Linked DNA regions of Capra hircus: region 2 is linked to region 1. A link is a contact called in public Hi-C data. All regions are on one chromosome and are shown on one strand. Each heading gives the region's core, a stretch centred on a gene start, on an enhancer-like site or on the middle of the called end of the contact. The rest is flanking DNA. Distances are from core to core; before and after follow the strand shown. Region 1 holds the start of LMAN1L (protein ERGIC-53-like). Region 2 has its middle 13 kb from the start of CSK.

Region 1 (2,933 bases), core at 113-2,612:
CAACGAGTGTGGTCCTACCATCCTGTACCTGAGGCAGGGCCTGCTCCGTGCTATGGGGAGCAGCCTCCTCCTTTGTTTACCTCCTGGGTCTTTGTGAGGGAGAACTGGGCTTAAAACCCTGCTAAGAGGGCCTGTCTTCTTAAAGGGATATTTGCTGTGGTCTTAGGAATGATGCTGTTTTTCAGACATTACATCTCATAGACACAGAAATACACAATGGATCTGCTTTCTCTCTTTGGTTTGGCTGCTAGGAGGCTCTAAACCCGGTTCATGGCTCAACTCTGAAGAGTGGGAAGGCTTCACAGCATATGTTTTGGCAGTAAGCCATGTTCTCGGACTCATTTCATGCCTCAGTCCTAACACTATGTCTCATTCTTCTGGCTTACTCCAAATTTAAATTCCTCTCAGTTGCATAGGTCCATATAAGTCCTCGAAAATCTTTTTAGAACAAGACCGAGTAGAAGACATTGTTTGTAGGTCTGGGTTTGGAAGGCCCTGAATACAATGTACGGGCTAAGATGCTCTTGTGCTTGCTTCCACCCAACACACATGCACAGGGCAGGGCTGGGACCCTCTCTGGTGAAACAGCTAGCCACGAGGCTGCCTCCTTCCAGGCTGCCCCAGGTCTCCTGGACAGCCACGGCCTGACGGTGTAGCGCCAGAGGATCGGCTTGTGCTGATCCAAGCTGCCTTGCGTCTGTGAGTCTGAGCCTATGAGCAGGTGTGTGTGTGTGCACAGGTCCATGAGGCAGGGTGGTGAAGGGATCTCCAAGGAGAGGCAAGAAGAGAAGGAGAGAGAAGTCCCAGGGCAGAGAAGGGGAGAGGCAGACAGGAGAAGCTGAGGCGGACAGGTAGGGGTGGGGCTGTGGTGGTGGGGCAGGAGACAGGTCGGCTGGGGGGTCCTGGGGCCCCTGGCACTGTCTGCTCCAGGCCTGGCCCCGTCTTGGCAGTGGCTGTACTGGCAGGCCCACTCCCCACCCAGTCACAGCCACCCAGATCTGGTCAGCCCCTCCCGTGCTCTGAAGAACACTGGGCAAGGCTGGTCCTCACCCGACATTTTACCTCCGTGATGGCTCCAGAAGGGTATTCCAACCCCAGGCAATGCCAGCCTCGGTCCTTTGAAGCTGAGCTTGTACTCAAATCTTCGCTGAGGCAGATGGCCCCCCTCGGGGCTGTGGGGGTCCAGGAGTACGAGGAGCAGAAGGCAGAGCAAGGGATCCAGGCCACGGACCACCCTCATTGCGAAGGGAACTAGTAGCCGGGCCCCAGGGTGGATTTGCAGCTGGGAGGATAGGGAGGGGCTCCTGGGATGGGGCCAGGTGGGGAGGAGCCAGGATGGCCCAGAACCTGGGTTTTTGGCACTGTCTTCTCCCTCCCTCCCCAGCACAGACATCCTGTTCCTTTCAGGCCTGATCTCAGGCCCCGCCCCACCCTTTACCTCCAGCCTGATGAGGCAGCCTGACCTCCTGCCAACCTGAGCTCTGCCCAGCTCCTCGGCTCAGGCCATCCTTCCTCCTTCCTTCTGTCCCCGCGGCTGCAGGGCCTCATCGGGATCACTGGGACGAGCCACCATCAGCAGCTCTGACTTTCCTCCCTGCCTGGGATGGGCCCCGGCATCCTGGCCCCTTCCCACGGATGGCTGTCCCTGCTGTCTGGCCATCACCACCACCCCCATCCTTCCCTGTCCTGCTCTCACTGCCTTGATTCTCAGCTCTCTCCCATACTCCCAAACACTCATGCCTCCAAGCAACGTGGTTTCCTCAACGAAGAAATTATATGAGAATAAAAAAAATAAATTATGTGAAAATAGAAAGAGAGTCTCAAGAGACAGAGCAAATAAATGCATCGCATGGACCTTGTGAGGGGAAAAATGAGATGGGGAAATTTGAACACTGGATATTTGATTAAGGGATTCTTGTTAGAATTTTTAGGAATAATAATGGTATTGTGGTAGAATTTCTTTTTTAAGTCTTACGTCTTCTGGAGAACTATACTAAAGCTTTATGGATGAATTGATATAACATTAGGATTTGCTTCCAAGTCTCCTAAAACTTGGGTGGGAAGAGGGGAACAGGGTGTGCATGGCAGAGAATTGGCCTTGAGTTGATAACTGTTAAAGTTGGGTAGTAGGGACGTGAGGGGTCCTTGTATTCTAATCTCTACTTTTATATGTTTGATAATTTCCATAATGAAAGAAGTTTTGAAAAAATAAGAAATCCTGGGACTCCCCTTGGTGGTCCAGTGGTTAGGAATCTGCCTAGCAATGCAGGGGACGTGGGTTCGATCTCTGGCTGGAGAACTAAGATCCCGCATGCTGCAGAGCAGCTATGCCCACGTGCCACAACTAGAGAAGCCTGCATCTTTTGCAACGAAAGAGTCCACACGGTGCAGCCAAGACCTGGAGCAGCCAAATGAATTAAAAAAAAAAAAAGCTGAAAAATCCTGTATCTCAAATATTTTCATCCAAATAAATTTTGGTTTTCCAGAGTGCCTCCAAGAATTCTGGATAGCTTAAGTTTTACTGTACTTTGTAAACCCCCAGTAGAATTAAGATACTGAAGCTCTACAAGTTAATTAAAACCACGGCTGCAAACGGAAAATTTTAGGACACGCTAAAAGAAGAACTTCATTTCTCTACACTGAGCCCTCAACCACCTCCACTCGCTTCTCCCCCTTCCTTTTGGCAGCCAAGCTATGGAAATGGGGGGTCCCCTCCAGCCCTGCTTCCTTGCCACCCCCTAAGTCCTCCCAGCTCCTGCCCTCCCCACCCCCGCGCCCCATGAAAACTGTTCCAGCAAGGCCTGACGATGCCCGCTCTCTGTACCCAGTGGACGCTTCTCAACATGGTCTCTGCAACATGAAACGCTGTAGACACCCCTCCCTTACCCCTGCTCTGAGAACGCCCGCCCCAGAGCTCACCTGCCTCTCTGCTG
Region 2 (2,933 bases), core at 139-2,638, 37 kb after region 1:
GGGATGGGTCTACACCGTCAGTGTTCCTGGGGCTCCAGATCAGAAAAGATGAGTCAGCGTTGGAGAAGTGAGTTCCCTGTCTCTGGAAGTAAGAGAACAGAAGTGAACTCCCATCAGGAAGCTGGACAAGCAATTTCTACTTTAGGTGTGTCTCTGAAGACCAGGCCAGGGAGTGATGGGGAAGTGGTGGGGAGGAGAGTCCTCTGGCCATTCTTGGTGGATCCTCCACAGTTTCTGGGAAGGAAGGACTTGAGGGCTGTCTTGAAGCTGTGTTTGTGAAATAAACTCACCTTTCCCTAGTTAGTGTTGATTGGTTGGTTGTGTCTGGCTCTTTGTGACTCTGGACTGTAGCCTGCCAGGCTCCTCTGTCCATGGGATTCTCCAGGCAAGAATCCTGGAGTGGGTAGCCATACCCTTCTCCAGGGGATCTTCTCAACCCAGGGATTGGATCTGGTCTCCTGCATTGCAGGCAGATTCCTTCCCTTCTGAACTACCAGGGAGATTCTATTTGGTGTGGAGTTCCCAGGACTGCGGATGAGGGTCAGTGGCTTCGGGAAGCATGTGTTTCTCAGAGTGGCCACGAGGGGTCAGGCCAGAATGCGTTATTGCTGCTCCAGCTCCAAGCAGGAGGAGCCAGAACCCGATCTAACATCTGGGGGGCAGGAAGAGGGGTGCAGAACTGGACAGCTGTGAGGTGGGTGGGGAACTTTCCTCCCAATGGATCACAAGCCTAACTTTCTTTGGTGGGGAGGGGGAGATGGGGAAACGTAAGAACCTTTCCTTTGAACAGCTACTGGGGTGGGGGGGAGAAATGCAGAATTTGATGAAAACAGTTGTAGTAAGTGTCTAGGAAGCTTTTCAGCTTGGCATTAGAGACATATTTCTCCCATGAGGCAAACAGAATGTAAGCATATGGGTGCTGGGAGGAGCACAGGAGGAGGGGAACACAGGGGGGCAGTGCTGACCCCAGATGGTCGGGGCAGCTTCATGCACCGGGGTGAGCTGTGGGTCCTTCACATCATCCCCTGGGAGGGCAGATCATGGTGCAGGCTTTCCAGTATCCTAGGCTTACACATCTCTCCTTGCAGGGAAACGCCTTTTTTTTTTTTTTTTGCGGGGGGGGGGGGGTGGGGGTGGGTGGGGGTGGGGAGGGGGATGGAGGCTAAAAGGGGACGCTGGTGTGGGAGGGAGCAGGCCTGTGTGTGATGAGTGTGCGAATTTCAGAGCTCCTGGCATCTTCCCAGGTCAGCTGCTCCCCTGGGCTCTGCAGGGGCTTAGCACGGGCTTAGCACAGGCACAGCTGCGGGGAAGCACAAGGACTTCCACCTGCCCTCAGGGTGGGGCCTAGGGCCCTCTCTGGGTGAGGGGAGGGGGAGAGGGTCACACTTGTGACACATCGTTGGTACATCCCTGGGGGCGCAGGGCAGACAAGGCCAGGACTCCCTTGGGCTGCAGGTCCAGGAGAGGGACTGGAGAGCTCAGACACATCCCAGGATGGCAAAGAGGAGATCCTGCCCGTTCCCACCTCCTGCCTGCTGGACTGTTTTGGAGCCTGGCAGGAGTGGGACAGTATCTTGCAGTCCTGAGGGAGGTGGCTCCTGATGGGGGCAGAGATTGCACCTGGGAAGGTGACAGCTAGGTTTCTAGACTCACACACATCAGCTTGCTAGGTGCCTATCTAGACCTCAGTTTTCCCTTCTGTGCCATAAGGCTCACTTATTCATTTATTCGTTGCACATTTATCTAGTGTTGAGCTAAGGGCACGGGCTTTGCCATCCCACACCCCTGGGTTTGAGTCTCTGTCACTTACTTGCTGGACAATTTATGTGATGATCCGTGCCTCAGTTTCTTTATCTGTGTGTGCCTGCTCAGTCGCTTCCGTCGTGTCTCTTGTGACCCCATGGACTGTAGCCTGCCAGGCTTCTCTGTCCGTGGGATTCTTCAGGCAAGAAGACTGGAGTGGGTTGCCATTCCCTTCTCCAGGGGATCTTCCCAACCCAGGAATCAAACCAGAGTCTCCTGCATTGCAGGCAGATTCTTTACTGCTGAGCCACCAGGCAAGCCCTTCCTTATCTGTAAAAAGGGGTAAATAATATAGCGTGCCCCATAAGATTGTTGATTAAATTATTACACAGTGAGGAAAATAGGAACTGGATGTTGTCCTTCAGCAGCTCTCAGTATAAACACACCAAGAATACTCACACGTGAGCTTACAAATACACAACGACACACATACACGTGTGCCCTGAAGTTTGTGCACAAAAGAAACAGCATTCTATTTATTTTAAGAAAATATTTACTTGGCTGTGTTGAGTCTTAGCTGCAGCACGTGGGATCTTTGTCTCGTCAGGAGGATCTTTCATTGTGGCACCCAGCACTTAGTTGTGGAGGCCCAGGCTCAGCTGCCTGGTGGCGTATAGGGTCTTAGTTCCTCAACCAGGGATCAAACCCGTGTCCCCTACATTGGAAGGTGGTTTCTTAACCACTGGATCACCCAGGTGGAGAAGGAGCATTTTACAAGAGGCACATTCCAAAATTTCAGGTAGAGGCAGGTGTCCAGCTTCAGGCCTGAGGTCCACAGCAGGCTACCCATTCAGCTGTCTGGGATGTGCTTGGAGCTCATGCCATGTGTGTGTACATGCTTGCACATGTGTGAAGTCTCTGATTTTCCCCTCCCTCAGTCCCTGAGATGGTGGAAAGACACAGGGGAGTGGCCAACTTCTTTCCCTCTTTCCCTCCGCTCTTGGTCTCTGTGATCCTGTGAAAAGTCCCCAAGTGAACTGAGAATAGCAGAGTCCATGGACTCAAAAGATCAAGGTGCCTGTCCCATCACGCCAGCTTTCCTGGGGAAGCCGTCTTCCCTCTCTGAGCATCTGTCTCTCCATCTCTTAAAATGGAATTATTTCCCTTGTGAGGCTGTGCCTTCCCTGAGA

The links. Hi-C and Micro-C count contacts between places; a contact is called where the count stands out from the background.
Region 2: a contact with region 1 is called in a Hi-C map of blood, with 1.7 times the contacts expected there. The contact joins the enhancer-like site here to the promoter of LMAN1L in region 1. A contact is called at or near these places in 3 of 5 Hi-C or Micro-C datasets (all in blood).

What each region holds. Positions count from the first base shown.
Region 1 is chr21:33,317,081-33,320,013 of ARS1.2, forward strand. It overlaps LMAN1L (protein ERGIC-53-like), which reads right to left and starts at 1,363. Exons shown (of 13, transcript XM_018066365.1): 1 at 1,063-1,363. The coding sequence starts at 1,240.
Region 2 is chr21:33,353,788-33,356,720 of ARS1.2, forward strand. No RefSeq gene overlaps it. Among named protein-coding and RNA genes, the nearest start is that of CSK, 13 kb to the left of the region's middle. Within about 2 kb of position 1,389, at least 1 of the 5 cell types and tissues checked has an H3K27ac peak or open chromatin away from gene starts, as enhancers often do.